Linked DNA regions of Mus musculus: region 1 is linked to region 2. A link is a contact called in public HiChIP or PLAC-seq data. All regions are on one chromosome and are shown on one strand. Each heading gives the region's core, a stretch centred on a gene start, on an enhancer-like site or on the middle of the called end of the contact. The rest is flanking DNA. Distances are from core to core; before and after follow the strand shown. Region 1 holds the start of Rbms1 (RNA binding motif, single stranded interacting protein 1). Region 2 overlaps Rbms1 (RNA binding motif, single stranded interacting protein 1).

Evidence for each region. HiChIP or PLAC-seq counts read pairs in DNA pulled down with a chosen protein or histone mark.
Region 1: an H3K4me3 HiChIP or PLAC-seq map of the SCID.adh cell line shows a contact between it and region 2, with 13 read pairs. The contact joins the promoter of Rbms1 here to the enhancer-like site in region 2. A contact is called at or near these places in 1 of 15 datasets of contacts at CTCF or cohesin (CD8 T cells), 10 of 484 Hi-C or Micro-C datasets (the C2C12 cell line, Th2 cells, embryonic stem cells and 7 more), 6 of 115 datasets of contacts at active chromatin or transcription factors (the SCID.adh cell line, bone marrow-derived macrophages, cardiomyocytes and 2 more) and 7 of 9 other capture datasets (adipose tissue, bone marrow-derived macrophages, embryonic tail and 4 more).

Annotation. Positions count from the first base shown.
Region 1 is chr2:60,877,755-60,884,130 of GRCm38.p6, reverse strand. Rbms1 (RNA binding motif, single stranded interacting protein 1) reads left to right here and starts at 2,693. Exons shown (of 14, transcript NM_001141931.1): 1 at 2,693-3,013. The coding sequence starts at 2,945. LOC108168762 (a long non-coding RNA gene) reads left to right here. Exons shown (of 2, transcript XR_003953832.1): 2 at 1-1,165.
Region 2 is chr2:60,785,568-60,792,432 of GRCm38.p6, reverse strand. All of the region lies in intron 4 of Rbms1 (RNA binding motif, single stranded interacting protein 1), which reads left to right. Among named protein-coding and RNA genes, the nearest start is that of Rbms1, 92 kb to the left of the region's middle. RefSeq lists an enhancer at 4,870-6,773. Within about 2 kb of position 5,117, at least 52 of the 459 cell types and tissues checked have an H3K27ac peak or open chromatin away from gene starts, as enhancers often do. A contact at or near this core is called in the SCID.adh cell line and craniofacial prominence, where this site is marked.

The DNA.
Region 1 (6,376 bases), core at 1,444-3,943, 94 kb before region 2:
GCCTCCTCTCCCCTCCCCCTCCCCTCACCCCAGGCAGCTCTTGCCATTTCTTTCCCTTTCCTAACTGGTTTAGCCCTTGGAGTTTTGTGAATCAAATTCCCAAGGGTTGAGAATCAGATTGGCGAGCTCATGTTTCCAGTCCCACCCAGATCATAGGTCACTGGCCAGTCTGTAGAGTGGCTGCCCCTGGGTCAGATTCCCACAGCTTCACCTAAGGCTGAGGGTGGAGAAGGAGGTACACAGGACAAGGCTCCGCAGCACTGAATTTTCACCCGAATAGCTTGCAGGCTTTCTGGTCAGTTCCTTTAGTTTCTGATGTCTCTTTCAAAATCGACAACAATGAAAGTGGACTTTTCTAGACGGACCTCGCTAGACTCCATCCCTATAATTGCTCATGGATTATCTAGAATTGATTGTGTATGTTATATACAGAGTTTCATATTCCAGCTATTTCCCTTAAGTTTGAATTTTTGGGTTTCTGTGATCCTATTTTGAGGTTGGACTATTAATCTTTTCTTCTTTGTATAATGGCTTATAGATCTACTTCATATTTGGAGCTTTTGAACTCAAGTTTCCTTTTTTTTTAAGTACTACATGTCTATGTTTTTTCTTTTTAAGCAGTTCATGTGAAACTATAAACAGCATGCTAATTCTTAGATTCATTTTAAGTCTTAAGGTCAGTTCTCTTAATACCTCTCAGTATTATTTGCACATTCTACTAGTATCAGATTTATTTTGCCATCTCTTTAAATTTTATCATTTAACATTTTCTTATCTCTAGAGAACTATTAGACATCCAATCGAGTGCTAGCATTTTGGAATAGCACAGTATCCAATGGGTCATGACCCAGCAAGTACATCATGACTTGAGAGAAAAGCCATAAAAAAATTTAATGCTGTTCTTCTGTGGTTTCAATTGTGGTTTCCTAAGAGACCAGTCAGGACAACTGAGGTTGTACACTGGCTTTTTCTGTAGATGACTGGTGGGACTTGTGGTAATAGTGCAGAGGGTAGGATGAAGTAGGGTGTGTCTCGAGTCCTCAGGAAAAGGCATCTTCGACTTGAACAGTTGGAACTAAAACTGTCCACTTTGCATTTGTGCTGGCTCATAGTGAGGAAAGACAACAGGTCACAGCAAAAAAAAAAAAAAAAAAAAAAAAAAAAACCAAAAAAAAAAACAAAACCAATGCATGGAGTAGTAGTAGAAAAACAGTTCTGGGGTCCCCACTAGCTCACAGCCTGGCTGTGCTGTAATCTTTAAACACTTTCAAGGGCAGATATCCTGTGAATTTTAAGGTTTTACTTGCCCAGTATGCACCGAATACCCTAGCCTTTGCTGTTTTTTTTTTTTTTTTAAGTGAAAAGAATTAGGATTATGTGTGTGTTGTGGGTGTGTCTGCTTTCAATAGGCAAGACTTATTATTTCTTGTTACTTTTGCTGGAACTCTGGGGACTTTGGAAGCAGCTGACTAAGTCACCAGCAGGATTTCTGGGAAGTATAATTTTCAACTTTGTTTTCAGAAAAGTCTCTGAATGGCTACACTTTGGCTAGAAAGTTGACGTTCATAGCATCTCTGTGACAGCCAGAGTTTGAGTTCCTTCTCTTGTTAAGACAAGCTGGGATTTTTCATTGTTGTAGCAGATGGGCCTTTCCAGGAAGATGTTAGAAGCCAGGGAAGACCTATGTATGTGTACTGTGGCTGTAATCCCAGAATTCAGGAATACTTGTCAGGGACCCCGTCGCCAATTTAAAGATGGCAACCAGCCCTGGTAACCCTATCCAGAAATGGCTTGCTTGACCACCCTCTTCTGAGGCCTCCACATCAACATGTGTTCAAAGCCTGCTAGCTACATCCAGAGAGGTGACTGCAAAAGGAGCGGCAAGAGAAGCAGTTTTTATTTTTTTTTCCACTTGAGAACAAAGGAAATTACTCCTGTCTTTGTCCCTTTCTTGCCGTCTTTTTAATAACTAGGTTGAATTCCTGTATCTTCTGTCTTTTCCAGGAAGGACAGGTCTCCCCTTTGGATGGCTTATAAGGTTTTCATTGCTTTTTTGATAATGTTGTCTTGAAGGAAAACTCTTCCTCTGTGGCACAAGAATGAAATTGAAAACTTTCCCGGGTGTATTTGGGTGAGGGACTGGAAAGGAAAACACAAAAACAAAACAAAACAAAACAAAAAAAACCCACCCGTTTGCTCTACAAAAATGTAGCATGCTTATAACTGGGGGGCTGAGAAGTGTCCTGGGAGGTAGATCTGGACAGGGAAGTGAGAGTAATTATCCGCGCCTTTTCGGGACCAGGGGCTGCTGTGAAAGATGAAAGAAAAGGCGGGCCATTGGCTTCCTATCCAGGTGTTCCAGCGGTTCCCGAAGCGATGCCCTTAAAAGGGGCAGCCAAGTGGGGTGCGAAGCCACGGCGACGCCTGGCCCAAGGGCCTGGGGTGGCTGCTCCCAGGAATGTGAGGCATGCGGGGCGCCAGAGCCAACCATTGCGCGGGATGGGGGCGCCGCGCAGCCCGGGTTGCCGCCCCAGCCCGGGAGGCCGAGCGCGGGGGCCGAGGCCGGGGGAGCGGGCGCGGCCGGGCGGCCGGGCGGGCGGGAGGCGCGGGAGGGCTGGGCGCGGCACTAGGCGGTGCGCGGCTGCTTCCCCGCCCCCGGCCGGCGCGCTCTCGGGGCGGTGGTTGAGGCGGCGGGAGGTGGGGACGCGGCGGCGCTGCTCGTCCGCTGCCGCCGGCACCGCGCGCGAACTCCGGTCCATGGCACGCAGGGCGGCGGCCCCCGGAGCTGCTCGAGAGTCGCCGGCCGCGCGCGTCGCGCCGCACTTTTAGGGCGGGAGCCGCGAGCCAGTCCCCGGCCGCATCCTCCCTCCGCCTGCCCGGACAGGCGAGAGAGGGAGTTCCCGGAGCGCCGCGGCCCCGGTTGCCTCAGCTCCCCGCGCCCGAGATGATCTTCCCCAGCGGCAGCGGCCACCCCGGCGCTGCCGGCGGCTGCAGGACGCCCTACCGCAAGCAGGTGAGGCTGCCGCGCTCCCCAGGCCTGCGCCGAGCGCGCGGGGCGGTGACCCGGTTTCGGAAGGAGGCGGCGGGCGGAGAGATGCCCGGGGGGACCGGGACGGGGACTGGCGGAGAGGTGGGACGGGCAGGCGCGCGGCCAAGGGCTCCGGCGGCCCGCAACAAGTTTGGGGGTTTCCTGGAGACCTTTGTGTACAGAGGAACTGGGGATACGTCGGGGCAGTGCTTTGCATTGCACTAGGGGACCTCCAAGAAACCTGTCTGATTCATGGGGAACCCGGAAGACGTGTGTGTGTGTGTGTGTGTGTGTGTGTGTGTGTGTGTGTGTGTTCGCGCGCGCCACCCTTCTTATTTTAAAAAAAAAAAAAAAAAGACAAAAAAGAAAAGAAAAACAGGAACTTCTGTCACTTTCTCAAGGTTTTCAGAAACACAGGGAAATCCTGTGATAGAGATACTGGGATAAGCCTGAGTCATACACACGCCTTTTCCTATTCTAATTTTGTTTCATACATTTTCTAACAGATTGAACTCCAAAGGCACTTGAAAGGTTACATCCGAATCCCCTGCCTGGAAAAGGAGTGGAACTGGCAGGTTTTAGTTTCGGTCTTTTGTTTTTAACATCTTTGTTTTTGAAAGAAGGTTACTGAAGCCATGTTGTGATAAAAACCCCACAGCCTCTCAGCAGCAGCAATAACAACAACAAAAACCCTAGCTCTAAATTATGTTAAAAATGTGCAGGTCTGCTCAGAAAAGGTTAAACTCGTTTAGAGGTCAGTGACAGAATGCTTGTTGAAAAAGAAAAGGCAGCATTGCAGATCTTTTCCCTTCGTAATAAATCTCTAGTCTACACCCTCAGCCACAGAGACAGATCAATTAAGTTATCCCAGTAATGATAGCAGCAAAATGCACCCTTCCACGTAAACTGTGGTTCCATTAAGATCCAGATGTGTGGCACTGGAGCCTGCTGAGTTCTTTGTGGCGGTTTGCAGGATTATTGTTCCGGCTGTCCAGCATCAGCCCATCTGAAATGCTTCCTCGGGGTCACAAAGTACTATTTTCTATTTTACTTTCTTTGCCTCTTTTGTTTGTTAAAATTCCCCTTTAAAAGAAGTAAATAAATGTCCCTGGGTTTCAGTGCCCACGATGTCCAAGCCACAGCCTTTCTCCTGGATTAAGAAGTCCAATCTTTGGGTTACAAGTTTAAAATCTTTACTGACGACTTGGCTGAGATAGATATGCACAAGGTCAGGATTCACGGACGGGTATCTCGAAAACTCACTTCATGTGGCTTTATTTAAAATAAGTGCCCTCAGATGCTGTGTGCCAGCGTCAACTTCAGAAGTGAGGCCAATTTACACTAAAGTATTCTCCCAAGCCCTCCTCCCCCCACCCACCTCTCTCTACCTGAAAAGATGGCTAATTATGTTAGGGCCTTGTGTATTCATTTATTTGTTGTCAAAACCCAGCAGGGTGTTAGCTCTGAAATGGGAAAAGGCTCAGAGGGTGAGGCCTTTTGCTGAGAGAGGCTGGAGGTTTGGTTGTGGAGGGGGGCACAGCCTGCTGGCTGGAGCATGCTGATAAGATGCTCTTTTCACAAGCCTCTCCTTAGACTCAAAGACTAAAAGGGCTGACTGAATCAGAAAAACAAACAGACTTTCTTTTTTCTATAGGCAAAGAAAGAAATGAATGTGTAGGCATTATACAGACACAAGACCCTGGGTACCAGTGGTATTTGAGTCAAAGGTTTCTTTTGTTAGTATTTTGCCATTCACTGAAAAAGCACACTTGGAGCGCAGGGACCTGGTTACCGTGAGTGACTTCATGATCTCATCCTGGCTTAGCCTGAATGGGAAATCTAATTAATACTTCTTATAAGATGCTGTGATGCAAAGCTTTGCGCCTTTCAGTTCATAAATGCTTTCTTCAGTTTGCCGACAGAATTGGCAATTTTCAGGCATATAATGCAGTTTGATTTTCATCTAGAAATACACAATCAGCTGTTAGGGGCTGATTTCAGATAACTTCCTTGAGGAATAAAAAGGAGTGTGAGGGATACTTAAATCACCTTTGGAACGCCTACAAGTCAGAATCACTCTTAGTATAGACACACACAGAATCGTGGTAGCTAACGATCACCGAGCACCTTACTACCTGCTGGCTGGCATTTGGAATGTTTCTGTGGATTAACTGATTTCATCACATTGGCAGCGGCCCTGTGTGGTAGGTAATATTAGTCTCTACTTTACAGTGAACATTAAAGCATGGATTAAATAACTTGCCCAGAGTCCATACCACCCAGCGTGCAGAGGCAGGACTTGAATCCTGGCCACCAGGCCTTTGGGACCTCATACTCCAATGGCCTTTTCTGCCATGAACATCCCAGGAAACACCCATGTAGAAATCCTCCGTGCCGGTACCTCTGACTCCCTAGTTCTCCACCCACCCCGTATGTATGTGAGTGTAGGTTGGGAGAGAGAAGGTGAAGAAGGATGTTCAGAGTTTGATCTGAAGGATGAGTTGGTGGTATTTGGTGGGAACATTGATGTCAGCATTTTGCTCCGGTGAGCGATTGTTAGTCCCTTTTGCACTTTACATATGGAGGAGTCACCCAGTTTCTGTGGAAGCAGAGGTGGGCCTTGCTCATCCTTCTCTCCCCAAGGGCTGTAACCAGGGCACCTTGGATAAACAGGATTTTCCTGCATCACAAGCCTGTGGGCACATACATACACCTGCTCAGCTCAGGCCAGTGAGGTGAGTCTGAATACTCCAGTGACTCCTTGCTAGTCAGTGCTAGATAAAGGTTATTAGTTTTAAGTTTCTGAAGAAATGAGCACATCTTCTCACTGTGGGTTGTGACTTGCAAATATGATATTCCTTAAGTAGATACAGTCTGACTCTGTGAAACCAGCGTCCCCCAACGGAAATGAAACCATTAATCACGACGTTGGTAATTGTGAAAATATTTCATTGTGGCTTAAAAGGAACAGGAAGTGCCTCATACTTTAAAAGTCTTTACAGACTGAAAGTGGCTATTTCCAGTTTGATTTCAGGTTCTGTTTCTTGTCTTTTAAAAATCTTACTATCATTATTATCATTATTTTACACTTTTTTCATGTTTCCTTATTTCTTTCATGGCACTTCTTCCTTGCTTTAGTTGACTCAGTGATGTCACGTAGTATGAGTTTTGCAGATCGTGACACGTAGCCAGAGCCATTTTGGCTGAGAATGTTGCCCTAGTGGTCTGTCACAGGGTGTTGGAAGTAGGTGAACCAGTGATCAGAATTTCGGTGGGTCTGCCTCTCCTCAACTGATGGGCTTGCCTTCTCATAGGCGAGCTTAGCAAATCTTGCTCACTCTTGGCGAG
Region 2 (6,865 bases), core at 3,868-6,367:
TTCTTAAAATAGAACGTTACAATTCTTTGTCCAAGGATTTAATCCATTGTCGGCAGGCCTCAAAGAGAAGGTAATAGAATATGTATGTCTCAAAACCAGAATGGAAAGCTGTCTGAAGGGAAGAGGGAAAAACAGTAAAAAGGAGAGAGAGAAGGATTGGGGAGGGTAAATAAGAACAAAATATCATAGTATATCTCAATATTATGCCACAAGGAAACCCATTTCTTGTATGATAATCGGGAAATTAGTAAGGGAATTGGGGGAGGCAATTGGAAGATGACTGGCTGGTCAAGTGATTGCAAACATAAGGGCTTGGATTCAGATCCCTTGCAGGCATGTAAAAAGCTGGGGACTACCTCGGTAATCTCTGTGCTGGACAGGGACTAGGAAGAGGCCATGGGCTTGCTAGCCAGGAAGTCTAGCTGAATTGGTGAACTCCAGGTTCAGTGAGAGAGCTTGTCAAAAAATAAGCTGGAGAGCTATGGAAAACGGCATCCAGTTAAAGCTTTGGCCTCCGTACATAGATTAAAGATAGAAAGTGACAAGTAATGATAGAAAGGGTAATTCTGCACAGAATGTCATACTTTGAAGGGATATATACCTGGCTCACATGTGGATTTATACAACTGAGAGGTTGGGTGCAAATGGATGCCATGGATGCCATTTTATGTATTTGGATATTTTCTTTATTTACATGGATGCTGTTTTACTTGTATAATAGTGAGATGGTGATTTTTACGTGATTATTTATATAATATGACTCTGTCCTTCAATAGTTTTATGTAGACTTTATTCAAGACTTGTTTCTGGTGAACTTTTCTCATCCTAGCAGAGGACTATTGCTGAAATACTTCTCCAAGTGAGGGATATGCCTAAGTGATGAAGGGCTATAAAACAGAGGCCATATGTTCCATGCTTCATAAGCATTCTAGCACAGTATGCATGGGGTTTAATTACTGTAAGACATAATGCTTTCCCTGAGTTGTAGTCTCTTTTGCTAGTTTCCTAGCAAGGTTAAAAACCTAAAGGAACTCTATCTCACAAACAAACAACAACATAGAAACCCCTGTCTCGAAAACAACCAAACAGACAACAACAAAAACCCTGGAATCCAAAATGTCATCTCTTGGGAATGTGAAGGGATTGACTGACTAGTGTGTGTCTCCTTTCACCTCAGTTTCATCAACAGAGTCACGGTGCTTCTGGTGAGATGGCTCAGCCAATCCCCGTACTCACTGCCAAGCCTGATAACGTGGGCTCAGTCCCTGGAACCAATAGGGTAGATGGGAAGAACTCCTATAACCTCCCCTCTGATATTAGGAAGCACACTGTAGCACGTATGCGCAAATCCATCCACATGTATAAAATGCTTAAATCCTTAGATGATTTGATAGACTTGGAAGAGTTAGTTTGTCGTGATGAAAATCACTGATCCAGTATAGTTACAGTTCCAAAAGTGTTCACCTCCAACCTGCATTCGGCGAGCCTTTTCGTTTTCTATGAGGTAGGGTCTCACATAACCCACGCTGCTCTTGTACTTCCTATGTATCTGAGGATGGCCCTGAACTTTAGAATCTTTACCTCCTCCTCCTGAGTACTGGAATTAAAGACATAAACCACCCTATGTAGCTTTCCAGTAAGCATATTTTATTTATTTATTTATTTTGGTTTTTCAAGACAGGGTTTCTCTGTATAGCCCTGGCTGTCCTGGAACTAACTCTGTAGACTAGGCTGGCCTCGAACTCAGAAATCTGCCTGCCTCTGCCTCCCAAGTGCTGGGATTAAAGGTGTGCGCCACCACACCTGGCCAGTAAGCATATTTTTATTAAAGAGTCAGAAGAGACAGCCCTTGAAGCACCATGCATCTCTCACATGCCATGTTCAGTAGCAGGAGTTTCATTATACACTAAATCTGTTTCAGAGTCATATTCACTAAACCAACACTTAACTTACATCCTGGTCTTCATAGACCACATGTAAGCGTGGATGATATACTTACACCTAGTACCTAAAGTACATTAATGAAGATAACCACGGGTTTTTTGTTGTTGGTGGTGGTTTGTTTTGGTTTTTTTTTTTTAACCTTTTCCCTGCATCAGTTGTCATGGCAAATATTTTCAAGCCTAAAATTTTGCTGTATGTTATTTCAAGTCTTTTCAAAAGAGCAGTCGTTTTCTATTACCAGGCTTTATGAAGTGCAGAGGAAAATAACTGAGTACTATCCTTGGTTACTTCTGAGTAGCAGCAGGTGCTCACTCCCTGAGGAGTGCAGGAGAGAAGGCTTCTGGAAGCTTCAGGACAGTAAGGAAGACATATATCACCTGCAGGGACCTGAGAGGTAAGGTAGCTGCTCAAAGTTCTACAGCTGCCAACATAGAGGTACTTTGGATACAACCATCAGCACAGATAAAGTTTTAGGAATTCATAAAAGGGATTCCTTTTCTAAAGTAATCTTTTCCATATAATCCTCAGGGCGTGGCCCTAAGATGGCCTATGGGTATTCTTCACCTCCAGAGTAGAAATTTAGGAAAATAGAAACGGAAAGTAGAAGGCATCCTGGTCGTCAGACGATGGCCTCATCCTCTGAGCAATGTCCAGTTTGATGCTGAAAACGAGGATAGAGTAAGCAAGTGTGATGACAGGGATCCTGCTCTGCTTTCTGATTTGTAGCACATTTACTCTGGCCCTGCAGTCAGTACGTGACTAGACATGGACAAGCAGACCTTACCCAGAAAACCACAATGCTGCCCTTCCCTCTCCATCCTGAGTCACTCTGCAAATCTCCCCCTTTCTCTTTAGATGATATCCAGGACACAGTTCCCATGGCTTCTGCAGTTACTCCCATTTCAGAAAGTCCTGTCCCTTGATTTTTCACACCATAAAACCTAGCATCTCTTTCAGTATGTTTACAGCCATTCCTCTGTATTCATGTTGCCCAGCCTCATTCGATGTGATATTTAAATAAGGGTCTATTAGGGGGAAAGCCTTACTGTGTTCAGAAGCAGTGTAATGTGGGGGCATACATAGACATACCACAAACTGCCCAGAGCCCTACAAGTCCATGAGTGTTGGCTGCTGCTGGCTCTAAGGGAAAGGGCAACACAGCCTCCATTGCAATTAGTTGCTGGCAACTTTGCCGACAGTTTGGTGATCTGGAAGCAGCATTGTGAAGGTTTCCATCCCAACAATCATTAATTATATGCATCTATAGTCCGACATGTGATGAATGGGCTTAGTTTCATTGTAGCTCAATCTAATTACATTTTAGAAGATTGGTTGAGGGGGGGGGGGTTGTCATTAGTGTATAATGTATTATAATCTTTCTTACTAAAATAACGCAAAAATATTTTAACATTTGATTAACATTTTGGAGCTAAATACCTGATTTTCAAAAAGAGATTATTAATATATGATGTATAGTGCTTATAATTTAAATATATACGCTTATTTCACAGAAATCCTGAGTATCAAGCCACAATGGTGAAGTTTCCCTTCCCGCGTTTATGTGTTTCTACCCAGTCTCTCTCAGCTCCTTAGCTGTGTTTTTTAAACCCCTTCATAGTTGGGAAGGTTTATTGGCCTGTCACTAACCTAGTCTGGTTAGTCTGGTGTTGACTTCTTTCCTGGGTAGTAACACATTGATGCTCTTTCTCATACAGTACTCTTGGGAGTTTTTCTGAGCTCTCTACCTAATCTACTATCCACCCCCGAAGCTAACCATCAGCCTTGCTCTGATGAACTCTCTCCCTGCCTCCTAGGCAGCCTTCCACAGGGAATCTAATTCACACTAGGATCACTCTGTGTGGCTGCTTCTTTGGGGTATTTGAGTGATCTTACACATAGCCCAGGGTGGCTTTCAATCCAAAATTCTTCCCCCTCTGGCTCATGAGTGCTAGGATTATTCAGTATATTGCCAAGCCAGCTTCCAGTGAGTCCTAGCTTCCATCTGCCTCTGCCAGCCATCGGGAAGAGAGTAATTACTTCCCAGCCATTCTGGTAGGCCCTTTCAATCAGCTTGCTCCTTTCCCATTGTTCGGCTTTTGAGTCACACATAGACCCATTGTATACAGCAAGCTGGTGGGATTCAGATCAAGCTTTGTGTAGGTCCACTGACAGCCCTGTTGCTTGGCTGGTAACAAGAGGGTAGCAGACCACATGTGGAGGCTCAGAACATGGCTGCGTTTCTCTCCAAGTGAATGGCATTCTCAGCTTCTGTTTCTTTTAGACAGAGAAGAGCGGGATGCGCACATCCTAATCCAATTCACAGCCAGATTCTTGCAGGCTTTCTCTAGGTTGTCTGGTTTCTTCCTGTGGATCCTGGGAGCACCAACACGCATTGTTGAAACTGAGTTAGGAAGGAGCCTGTTTTATCCACAATGCCAAGGCCTTTATAGGGTAGTCCCCTACATACATTCTAGCACCTAAGTAGCATAGTATTTTAAATAATCTCTGGAAGAAATCATTACCATTCGCTTATTCAAAAGAGGATTGAGTGTGGGTTGACAATCTAGGTCATATCAGTGATGCACTTTGAATGCCAGCCCCACTCAAGGACTGCACAGCTTTATTCTGTGAGCTAGCTGAGGGACGTGTTTCCCCATCATCTGTGAGGAAGGCCAGTGCACAGGTTCAGGGATGCTTGCTGTGTGCCATCGTTCTGCAGCATATAGATTTCAGTACCTGGTTTCTTCTTTTTCCTTTATTTTTAAGGTTACAAATTAACGTCTTAATGCCAGCAGCTCTCTTGTTCTTCTAACCATCACATCGTGGGTTTGAGTATCCGGACTTGATTCTCTTAGGCTGATGCAGTCAAGGATTGCCTTGAGTATGTCTTTTGGGGAGAGGGATTTTTTATGAAGGAAGTTTAAGTCTGGCTGTGTGGTTGTGTTATCAGGGACCAGTCACTCTCCATTCTGTTCTTGCGAATGAGTTGGGGATGCTGCAGGGTATTAAAAGGCCACACAGTTAAAGGCTTTCCCTCTTGTGTGATTTGAAGCAGTGACACAGGGGTGGGGTGGCAGAGATGAGATGTTGCTGATAACACTGGGTTCTGGGGTAGGCAGGTGTATGAGGAGCCCATAGACACACAGCTGTAAACTGACAACACTGAGGTAGCTGATTCTCTTAACTCCACAGCCTTGCTCAGTACTGCCATGTGGTGGCCATGAAGTGCTTGCTCTTATTGATTTTAAAAATAGCTAATTAAGAGAAAAGTTTTATTCCAAGGTTGGACAGAGACTGGGAACTCGGACGGAAATGCTTAGAAGTTCTGTGTGGAGCAGTACCTGGATGAAGCCTCACAGACAGAAACGGCCCCGGGCCTCCTGGAAAGCCTCGGTGTGGGAAACATGGTTTAAATGTGTGTCTTCTTCTCAAAAGACCCAGATTGGAAGCCAGCTGTGGTGATGGCTATGCTGAAGTCCCAGTGTGTGGGAAGTTGAGGCAGGAGAATTGCTATAGTTTAAGGCCATTCTGTTCTGAGCTCCATACTAAGTTCCAGTCTAGCCTGGCCTACAAAGATGAGAGACTACCTCTGAAAGAAAAAAGAGAAATCAGATTCTATTAAAAGACACACAGATAACTGGCTTAAAAGATGTAAGGCACGGCTTTGAGGGTGATACCTGTGATAAGAGTGGCTTTCTACAGGCCTTTCTCTGTCACCTCCTGAGGTTGGCTGGGGGTCAGCAGAACATCAGGGGTGGCAGGCTTGCACACTTTTCTCAACAAATAAGCAGGCAAATGAGCAGGAAATCGGTTCCCGTCACCAAGAGGCCCACCATGCTCTGAGCAGTCGGCAGTCACCCACCCGTCAGCGGCGATCTGCTGGTGGGTGAACCTATTCAGTACAAGAGAAAACAGATGTCTACTCTTTCTGCCAAGTCCCTCTCTCGCATTTCAGGAACCATTCCACAAGCACGGGGAGGGTTTGTTAATTTCTTTCAGATGGTGTCTGAGTGCTTTACACCGGGTGGGACCTCCGAGCCTGGCTTTTCTACTCAAGTGAGCATTACAGCCATTTATCCCTGTCACAGCCAGTGTGGGACCCATTTTTCCATGTGCTAGAAAAGCCCCTAAACCTCATCTGTGCTTGGGACATAAAGAGGCCCTTTGCACCCACTGCTCTTGGCTACCTGTAATTGACACAGTAACTTTTTCAGGCATCGTAATTTATTACTTAGACATAATGAAACAGTTAGGGTTGTGACTGATTTTAAAGAGACTAAATTAATCTTCATTCCAAACACCACCAATTACTATAAATACTTTATGTCCCATTTCCTGTGAATACATAAAGTAATGAGACTTCGTGGATGTTTAGAGGATTGGATGGGGTGGGGGGAGGGAGACTGACTGATGTTACCAGCCTGGGGGTTCATCCCATTCGTTGGTGGTGTAAGTTTTAAATTAGTGCAACACTGTGGGTAGTGTTTGTAGGACAGGTCAACCACATAGACAGAAAGAATACATAATACTAGCTCTAATGGTCATCCCAGGTGAGGAAAATTAACTGAGGAGGTTGTTGCTATGGGAAACAAATACCAGCAATCTTAGCAGGCCTAGGACAGGAGTCAGTGGAACAAGGTCTGCCTAGTCATAGGAAATATTTACATATTCTTACATATATTTAGTCCATTGTATATTGCTCTGTCAGAGTGAGTGAACCCTCTCCATTCAGGTTTTAACAGTTTTAATATTTGGGTCCCCCCCCCATTGGTCAACATTCAAGTTAAATTAAAACTCTACAAAGTGTATAGCTGCCTGTTTATCCCAGAAGCAACTAAAATACATATTAGAAAGTACTCCTACTTACCTTGTCAGTCCCCTTTTTAAAAAGATCTAGATGTGTAACACATTCTGTGAGCAT